Linked DNA regions of Sus scrofa: regions 1 and 2 are each linked to region 3. The links are chromatin contacts, called in public Hi-C and promoter capture Hi-C maps. All regions are on one chromosome and are shown on one strand. The core of a region is the stretch at or near the end of the contact, and the rest is flanking DNA. Distances in the headings are between cores, read along the strand shown. Region 1 has its middle 25 kb from the start of ENTPD4. Region 2 holds the start of ENTPD4 (ectonucleoside triphosphate diphosphohydrolase 4). Region 3 holds the start of NKX3-1 (homeobox protein Nkx-3.1).

Region 1 (2,839 bases), core at 74-2,573, 160 kb before region 3:
GCATTTCAGTTTTGCAATAGGTCTTGGATGTGTTTGTGCTTTTTGTGTAATTGTGAGTCACAATGATGACATTTATCACACATATTATCTTCTTGGAATAACCACCGACTCTATGAATTACTGCCTGAAATAATGACCGTTTTGATTGCAATCCTTTTGCTGATGAACACGGGTTTGAACAGTATAATGCAAAAATCTAATCAGCACAGCTAAGGCGCAAGTCAAGGTGTAATAGGGAAGGACCTTTGTGTTACAAGTTAATCACTAAAGGGATGTTGCCCAAAACTTATTTTATACACAATGGCCCATCTCTGGGAACCCCGCCTCCCCAGGAAACATCCTGACCAGGCCCACCTGTGAAGGGCTGCAGGAAGGGAGAAATTAACATATCCCCTCCAGAGACTGGCCTAAACCAGGACTTACCCTCTTCCCAAAGAAGCCTGATGTCTAACTCGGCCATGATTCTTCGGGACTCAAGTCCACCATCTTCTTGGTCTGCTGGCTTTCAGAATAAAGTCATTATTCCTTGTCCCGACAGCTTGTCTCTCAATTGATTGGCCTGTCCTGGGAGAGCAGCCCGGGCCTGACTCTGTCCTCATACACAGGACAGAACAGGGCAAGGGCTGGCCACCCAGCAGAGCCTCCCTGTGTGGCATCGCCAAGCTGGGAGCTCTTTGTTCCCCTGCAGACCTGGAAGCAGTGAGCCTGACAGCGACAGCCATCTTCCTTGTCAATCGGTCCAAACAGGCTAAGTGGCCAAACCCCTGGCTCCTTTCCTGGGCATGGAGGCCCACATGCAACAGTAAACCCCTTCCGGAAGCAAGGACACCTTCTTATCCCTTTGGTGATGCTGGCCTCTTGCAAAAGGGGCACTGCCAAGGGACGGGGACATACCTTGGGTCATATAGTTGTAAGCAGTGGGTGAAACAGGGACTCTTGGCCCGTGGCTCTAACCCGCAGCTTTGCCTATTGGCCACAGCACTCTCCTTGCTGCCTGTCTCCTAGGTTGCCATCAAATCGAGAAAGTATTTTTCTCTCATTCTTCCTTTTCTTTTTTCCTTTGTTTTGTTTCCCATGACTGTTTGTTTTTGTTTGTTCCCTTTTTGTTTTTTTGTTCCAGACACACGGGTTGGGGAAGTAGCCCAGGGGGGCCCACATATCTGGGCTGGTGGGCGGCTATCTCCTGTGGACACGCCTGGCTGCGCGGCTCACTCCTCCCTCCTGCTGGCAACTGCGATGGCGCGATGGCGCTATGGCTGCGAATCTGCATCTTCGGGCTGGCTCCCCGCCCCTAAGGACTGTCTGGGTGACGTCTCTTGGGGGTGGGGGACGTGGTGTGGTGGGGCCGGTAGGGGGTGGGTAGTAGGGGTGGGGTGTGGTGGGGTGGGGGATGGGGCCAGCGTCCCCACCATCACCGCAACACACACCAGGTTTTGCAGCCCGTTTCTCTTCTCCTCCCTTGGCCTCATCTCGCTGCTCTTTGGTCAGGAATGCGCAGAAAGGCTCGGGACTGCACCCTGTTATTATGGGACAGTCACAGCCTGGAGCTCTAAGTCAGGGGTCAGGAATGAACCCGAAAGGAGGCAGCTCTGGGGAGAACTGACCCCACCTGCTCTAGTTCTGGCAGGGCAGGCAGAGGTGTGGGTGGGACCGGGCCTGCCCGTGCCTCAGTTTCCTCTCTGAACCATCTTCCCCAAACATATTGCTCTCAGAACAGAAAATTTGGAAAAGCCTGAAAAATACAAAGAACTCCCCTCCCCCCGCGCGCGCCGCTTAGTTCTTCCGTTAATCTACTGCTCTTTTAAATATAACTGAATTACGTATTCTGTTCTTAAACAGTAACCTTTCCATAATGACAAGTCATATGTGTTCATTCTGTAACATTCAGAAAATTCAAACCCAAAGAAGGAAAATGACTTAGCTTTGCTCTCTTCAGCAATAACAAACATTAATATTTTGATGTTGTCTTTCTGGTCTTTTTAATAAACATAATATACCAAAAGGGAAAGAAAAACCACAAGAGATTCATACTTTCTGTACTTTTGAGTAACTTTTCCTTTTTCATTTAATTTGGCATGAATAATTTTTACATCATCATGTGTTCTTTTGCCACATTTATGATGATAGGACATACAGATGAGATGTATTTTATTTAAGCAATCTCTACTGTTACCCCTTTGACTTGAATGCAGTTCTTCCTCGTCCTAAACAGGGATAATTGTAGCTAAATCTTTGCAGTTCCCTTGTTAACACCTCTGAATCTCCCAGGCGTGGCACCATCATAGGTTACAGGGAGATGGCACTTGATAACATGTATGAAAGTACTTTGAGAAATACATACATGTGAGGGATTACTGTCTGTCAGTTAATTCAGGGAGTAGGTGGTATTGATGGAAATGATGCATGTATAAAGTAAAGAATCATAATAGGCATTCCTGTCGTGGCTTAGTGGAAATGCATCTGACCAGCATTCATGAGGACCCAGGTTCCATCCCTGGCCTCCCTCAGTGGGTTAAGAATCCAGCATTGCCGTGAGCTGCGGTGTAGGTCACAGACACACCTTGGATCTCATGTTGCTGTGGCTGTGGGGTAGGCTAGCAGCTACAGCTCCGACCCCTAGCCTGGGAACCTCCATATGCCGTAAGTGTGGCCCTAAAAAGCCAAAAAAATAAAAGAATAATAATACAAGCAAACCCATAACATGGTACTTTCCTGTGCCAGGTACTGTTCCAAGAGCTTCATGTTATTTTTAACATTTTTAATCCTATCCTTAAAACAACTCTATGAAGTGAGTACTATTAATTAACCTAGCTTTTATTTATTTTTATTTTTAAAAATT
Region 2 (2,875 bases), core at 258-2,757, 180 kb before region 3:
TCATTCTTGCCCTGGGCCTTTACTTAAGTCTCTTGCCACTCAGTCCCATGTTCTGCTCACAATATTATACTTCTTTCAAAGCCCAGGTCAATATTTTTCTTTGCCAAGATTTAGCTTGTTATACTTCCTGATGTTTTCCCACACTCTTAATCTGCCCTTTACTCATGTGTAGTCTATTTTAAATAAATATTCTGAATAAGTATGTGCAGAATATAAATACGTAGATCAACTTTCCTTTTGTTTTTTCTTTCCAGACTACATGTATACACAAGGGTTGAGAGCATGCATTCCTTTTAGGCCTGGAAGAACGTTAGCCATAGGTTCAATATGCGACGAATACAAGTGATAAATCAATGGGCAGGTAAATACAGAAATAAACAATTAAACTACTTAAACAAATTAATATTCCATTTTATAATTCTGCTGATGTGTCAAACAGCACGAAGAGACCTGATACAAAGACATAATAACATCAAATGGAAGATAATACAAAGAATTTAATTCTTTTAGGCCTCTCCAAGGCTGGAAAATTAGTTATTTTCATTACACAAAGCAGAATCTCTAAATTAGAATTAACAACCTAGTTTATTCTCTAGCATGGAAGTTTCTGAATTGTAAAGCATTCCTTTTCTTTCCTAATAGTGATAAATGTTCTCCAAAATGCTCTAAACCTGTGTTCATCTAACTAGGATCTGAGAACCCCTGTGGGTTCTGAGACAAATTCCAGAGAAAAAGCGAACTGTCCCTTTAAGAGGTGTCCACGTATTACTCAAGTTTGAGAAACACTGCTCTTACCATCACTTTATCGCTCAATTAGCTCTATTGTTTCAATGGAGCTAATTAGATTGAGATTTTAGAGAAATCTAAACCATGAAACGCAGTAAAAGCAGAGCAAAGCGAAAAATGATGCTGATTTGTAAATGTCACGACAAGGTGGCAGGCAGAAACCGCGAGGTCCTCGGGGCAGCATCCTCTCCCCAGCCAGGTCCCTCCCCAGTGCGGGCCAGATCCGCGCTCACTACGTGTCAGAGAGGGAAAATCCAGCTCGGTCACCGGAGAGGGTGCGACAGCACGACTGCCAGGTATCTCCCGCCAGAGGCCGGGGGACAGCACCTGCCGCCCCAGGTCACGGGCGCTGACGGCCGCCGCGCAGCAGGGGCGGTGGGGAGGACCCCCGGGGCAGAGCTGCTAGTCCGCGGCCTCGCCGCCCGGCCGGGCCCCGCTCCAACAGTCCCCGCGCCGGCCGGACGCTTCAGCAGCCCACCCTCCCCGTCCGCGTGCGCCGGAAAGGCAGCCTCACCTGCTTGGCAGCGTCCGACTTGTCGGTCTCGGCTCCCGGCAGCGGGTATCCACCGGCGGAGCGCATCACCGCCACCGCAGCGAGGCAGCGCCGGCAACGCGGACGCGGCTTCCCGGGGGCGGCTTCCCAGAAGCTCGGCTCCTTTCCGAGAGCCCCACCGCCGCTCGGCCCCCACTCGCGTCGCGTCACCGCTCGCGCCGGGAGCGCGCACGTCTAGGGGCGGGGCCTGCGCCGTGGGCGGGGCCTGCCGCCGCGGTGACTGGCAGCCGAGAGCCTGGCTGTTGGCAGAACCCAGAGCGCGCAGCTGGGCTCCGAGAGTGCCAAAAGTGAAAGTTGCATCACAGAAGTAGCGAATGCTGTGGCTGGGTTACCACGCGTCCTGGCCTGTGTGGTTGTTAGCGAGCCGCAAAGTGCTATAACATCGCAGTTCATCTTTCCTTTGTGCTTCTTAGGATTATGGAAAACAGCACTTGAAAACCTAGGAAACGGCATTTTTGCTCAACTCTTGTTTTTTTTTTTACAGCGTTGCCAGTAGCTATCCCTAATTTACAAGTGGGAAACGAAATCTCACACTCATTCACTGACATTCTCAAAGTCCACCATAATTAGTAAGAATCAAGATTTCGTCCTTGCCAAAAGTTGCATATATCAGAGCCTATTCTGAGTTAGACAGAGCACCCCCAACACACGAAAAGTTATGAGAAGAGATAGTAAAATGGACAGCACCAGTTCCTGAGATTGACCCCACGACCTGGTACTTAGCTCACAACCTCACTCTCTGGCTTAACAACCACAACAATAAAATGCCCTGTAATCACTGAGCTGGAAGAGACTTCGAGAACCATGGCTTTTTATCCTTTTCTTCTCCCCTCTCTCTTTTTAACGAGTACACTGCTGCCCAGAGATACATGGGCACCTTCATGCTGTGATTTTAGGACCAGGCCCCTTCATAATTGTATGCCTTTCAAAGTCCTTACCATTAGAGATACTGCTTTGTACTATGATAGTCTCTCTCTGAAGGAGAGCTCCCCTAAAATGCCAGACTAGTATTATCACACCATCAATATTTCCTTATAATTCGTAAGTAATGAATATCTGATCAGAGCTAAGAAAAGAAGTGTAGAGAAAATATGACAACATGTAGCATGGTGTACGTTTCCTAGAACAGCTATAACAAATGACCCTAAATTGGGTAGCTTAAAATGACAGAAAATTATTTTTTCACAGTTCTGGAGGCCAGAAGTCTGAAATCAAGGTGTTGGTGGGGCTGTGTTCTCTCTCAATTGTCTAGGGGAGGATGCTTCCTTGCTTCATCTCAGCTTCCGGTCATTGTGGGCAATCTTCAACATTTCTTGGTTTGTAGATGCATTACCCTAGTCTCTGGCGCTGTTGTTACAAAATGCTCTCCTGTATGTCTGTGTCCAAATGCCCCTCTTCTTAAAAAGACAGCAGGCGTATTGGATTTAGTGCCACCCCTCCCCCACCAAACCAGTAGGATTTTTCTTAACATGATTACCTTTACAAAGATGGTAGTTCCAAACAATGTCACATTCACAGGTTCCAGTGGACATGAGT
Region 3 (2,867 bases), core at 97-2,596:
CTGGATCCATGTGTTGAGGAGAGGAGGGAGAAGGGAGGCAGGGCAGGCTCTGAGAAATAAGATACCTGGAAAAGCAGGCCCCAGAGGCATCTGGTGTTAATGCCCTGGTGGCAAGAGAGGGCTTCCGTGGTAGAGAGTTCATTCACTTGCTCTAAACCCCCCCCCCCACTTCTTAAATGAGCCATTAGGATGCCTTGTAAGAAGGCAGTCAATTGAATGGTAATGATACATAGACTTATTGTGGTGATCACTTTGTAGTGTATATAAATATCAAATATTATGTTGCGCACCTGAAACTAATATAATGTTATGTACCAATTTTAACTACCCAAAAAAAAAAAAAAAAAAGAAAGAAAGAAAGAAAAGAAAGTCTACTGCAAATGTTCCGACGGTGTTACATGTCCTCAAGACCAGAGGGGCTCCTAAATTTACTGTTTTATTGCCCATGGGACTGGGAAGCAAAGGGAGTCTTTGCAGGTCAAATCCTAGTTTATTAATATTAATAAGTTACTGTCAGTAACTTGTTATTGTAACTGCCAAGAGGTAACATGAGGCTAGCGTCGATTGTGGGTCCCGCGGTGGCTGGGAGCGGTGTGGGGGTTTTCCACCTGGGACCCTGGGGCACGGTGGGCGCTGTGTTGTGCGCTCACCCTTGAGCCTGGGTCTCCTAGCGGCGCAGGGAGCACCTTGCCCGGCGAGTCAAGCCCATGTCTAAATCCTGCGCCGCCCAGACGCTGGGGTTCAGGATTAATTTCCCAGGCGCGCCCGCAGCGGAGGCGGTGAGGTCTCTTTGCCTGTCGCCACCGGCTCCCGCATCTCTGCAGCAGAGATCCAGGAGGTCCGCCTAGCACACGCTCTCATGCGGTGTAGCCCGCGGGCCGGCTGCCCTTCCTGTGGGACCCACCCCGGCCCAGACCGGCCTCCCCAACCTCGCTAGCTTACCTGGCTCGGTCTCTGCCGGCGGCTCGGCCTCCCTCCGCGCGGCGCGGGGCCGGGCGCTCCTATGGTCCTCAGGCGCCCCGGCGCTGCCTCTTCCTCCCTTGGGCTCCGGCTCAGGGTCTCGCCTCTGGTCTGGCTGGCGCCGGGGCTGCGGCGGTGGCTGCGGCTGCGGGCTGCCCGCTTGGCCTCCGCACTGCTCCGTGCGGTCCCGTAGGATGTCCTGGATGAGGAAGGAGGTAAGCGGCTTGGACTGGATGGGTGGTGCGGCGCGGGGGCTGCAGCCTGCCGTCCCCCCCTCCCCCGGCCGTAGCTCGGGAGCCCGGAGCATCCTGGCGGCTCAGCACCCGCGCCTGAGCAGAGGCCCGGGCATCTGCGCCCAGGCTGCGCCGGCTGCGGCCGCACCACTTTCACTTTCCGCGGCCCGGGTGCACTTATAACCCGGGGGGGGGGGGGGGCGCCGCGCCGCCTTCCCATTGGCCGTACTCCCGAACCCCGCCGCTGATTGGTCGCTGGGCCCTCCAGGTGAGGGGAAAAGGGGAGTCTAGCACTGTCTCGGCCTGGTCTTCCAGAGAGATTCCTTTCCACTTTCGTTCTTCTCCTGAATCCGATCTCGCCTCCCTCCCCGCTACGTCGTTTTCTCAGGCTGGAAGAGAAAACCAAAGCGAGTCTCCTCTTGCCCCAACCCACAAAATAAGTTTCGCTGTTTCTGGAGAATCATGATGCAGCAGAGAAACACTCCATTTAGCTCTTAGAGGACTGTTAAAGTCCCTTTACTCACGAAAAGAAATAGTTGAGGCAGTTAACACCATCCCACTTCACAGATAAGAATTCTGGGTGCCCAGTGACAGGGAGACATTGATAGCAAAGCTGAACCTACTAAATCTAAGGCTTTTGAAAAGACATGACAGCTAAGTGCAGCATCTGGCCCCAGGTTGCCTTCTATACTGGACTTTATTGGGGCAATTGATGAAAGTGGAATAGGACGATGACAAAGTATTGAATCAGTGCTAACATTATTGAAGTTGCTAACAACACTGTGACTGCGTAAAAGAATATTCTTAGGAAATAAACGCTAAAGTATGTAAGGGCAAAGTCCCACAATTTGTGTAACTTGCCCTCAGTTGGTTCAGAAACAAAGATATAGATGGGCAGATAGATCCTATATGATGAAGTGAAGGGGTTAAAATATTAATTGGTGAATTTAAAAAAGAGTATACCAGTGTTCTTTTGAACTATTTTTATTTCTCTGTACATCCTAGTCTAAGACACCTTTCATTTGATTGGAAACCTTTCAAAAAGTTGGTATGTTGTGCGTTTGGGGTGGGAGTAAAGTTACTGTGGATAAAGCAACAGCTAAAGAGAACCACCCTGTGCAATGGGAAATTTTTCACCAAAAATGGTTTTCTTCTCTCATTTTTTTTTTGTAAAAAATTCTAACTTTTTCTTTTGAAATAGTTATAAATTCCCAGGAAGCTGCAAAATCCATACCCTTAGCTTCCCCCAGTGATGACATATTATATATAACTTTGGTATAATGTAAAACCCTGGAAATTGGCATTAATATGCACCATTAACTAGGCTACAGACCTTATTTTATTTTCACCATTTAAAAGCTTGCATTCAGGTGTATGTGTGTGTAGCCCTATGCAATTTTATCACATGAATAGATCCTTATAAAGCCACAATCAAGATACAGAATTGTTCCATCACCACAAAAGAACTCTCTGTGCTATCTCTTTGTATTTGTGTACCCAAATCCCTTCTCTCCATTGCAGCTCCCTGGTAACCACTAATCTGATCTCCATTTCTATAATTTTACTATCTGGAGAATGTTATGTAAATAGACTCAAACATCATATAGTATGTAACCTTGTGAAATTGTTGGGTTTTTTTTTTCTTTATCCTCTGAGTATAATGATCCTGAGGCC

The links. Promoter capture Hi-C pulls out the DNA fragments that hold promoters and counts their contacts. A called contact is a pair of places that touch in the nucleus more often than the background predicts.
Region 1: a Hi-C map of epiblast stem cells shows a contact between it and region 3, with 2.0 times the contacts expected there. The contact joins the enhancer-like site here to the promoter of NKX3-1 in region 3. A contact is called at or near these places in 2 of 5 promoter capture datasets (fetal liver and liver) and 9 of 47 Hi-C or Micro-C datasets (blood, epiblast stem cells, fetal liver and 6 more).
Region 2: a promoter capture Hi-C map of fetal liver shows a contact between it and region 3, with 2.9 times the contacts expected there. The contact joins the promoter of ENTPD4 here to the promoter of NKX3-1 in region 3. A contact is called at or near these places in 2 of 5 promoter capture datasets (fetal liver and liver) and 6 of 47 Hi-C or Micro-C datasets (blood, fetal liver, mesenchymal stem cells and 3 more).

Annotation. Positions count from the first base shown.
Region 1 is chr14:7,628,133-7,630,971 of Sscrofa11.1, forward strand. No RefSeq gene overlaps it. Among named protein-coding and RNA genes, the nearest start is that of ENTPD4, 25 kb to the left of the region's middle. Within about 2 kb of position 1,324, at least 9 of the 83 cell types and tissues checked have an H3K27ac peak or open chromatin away from gene starts, as enhancers often do. A contact at or near this core is called in epiblast stem cells and fetal liver, where this site is marked.
Region 2 is chr14:7,602,957-7,605,831 of Sscrofa11.1, forward strand. ENTPD4 (ectonucleoside triphosphate diphosphohydrolase 4) reads right to left here and starts at 1,508. Exons shown (of 15, transcript XM_021072268.1): 1 at 1,301-1,508.
Region 3 is chr14:7,785,690-7,788,556 of Sscrofa11.1, forward strand. NKX3-1 (homeobox protein Nkx-3.1) reads right to left here and starts at 1,347. Exons shown (of 2, transcript XM_003483391.4): 1 at 943-1,347. The coding sequence starts at 1,267.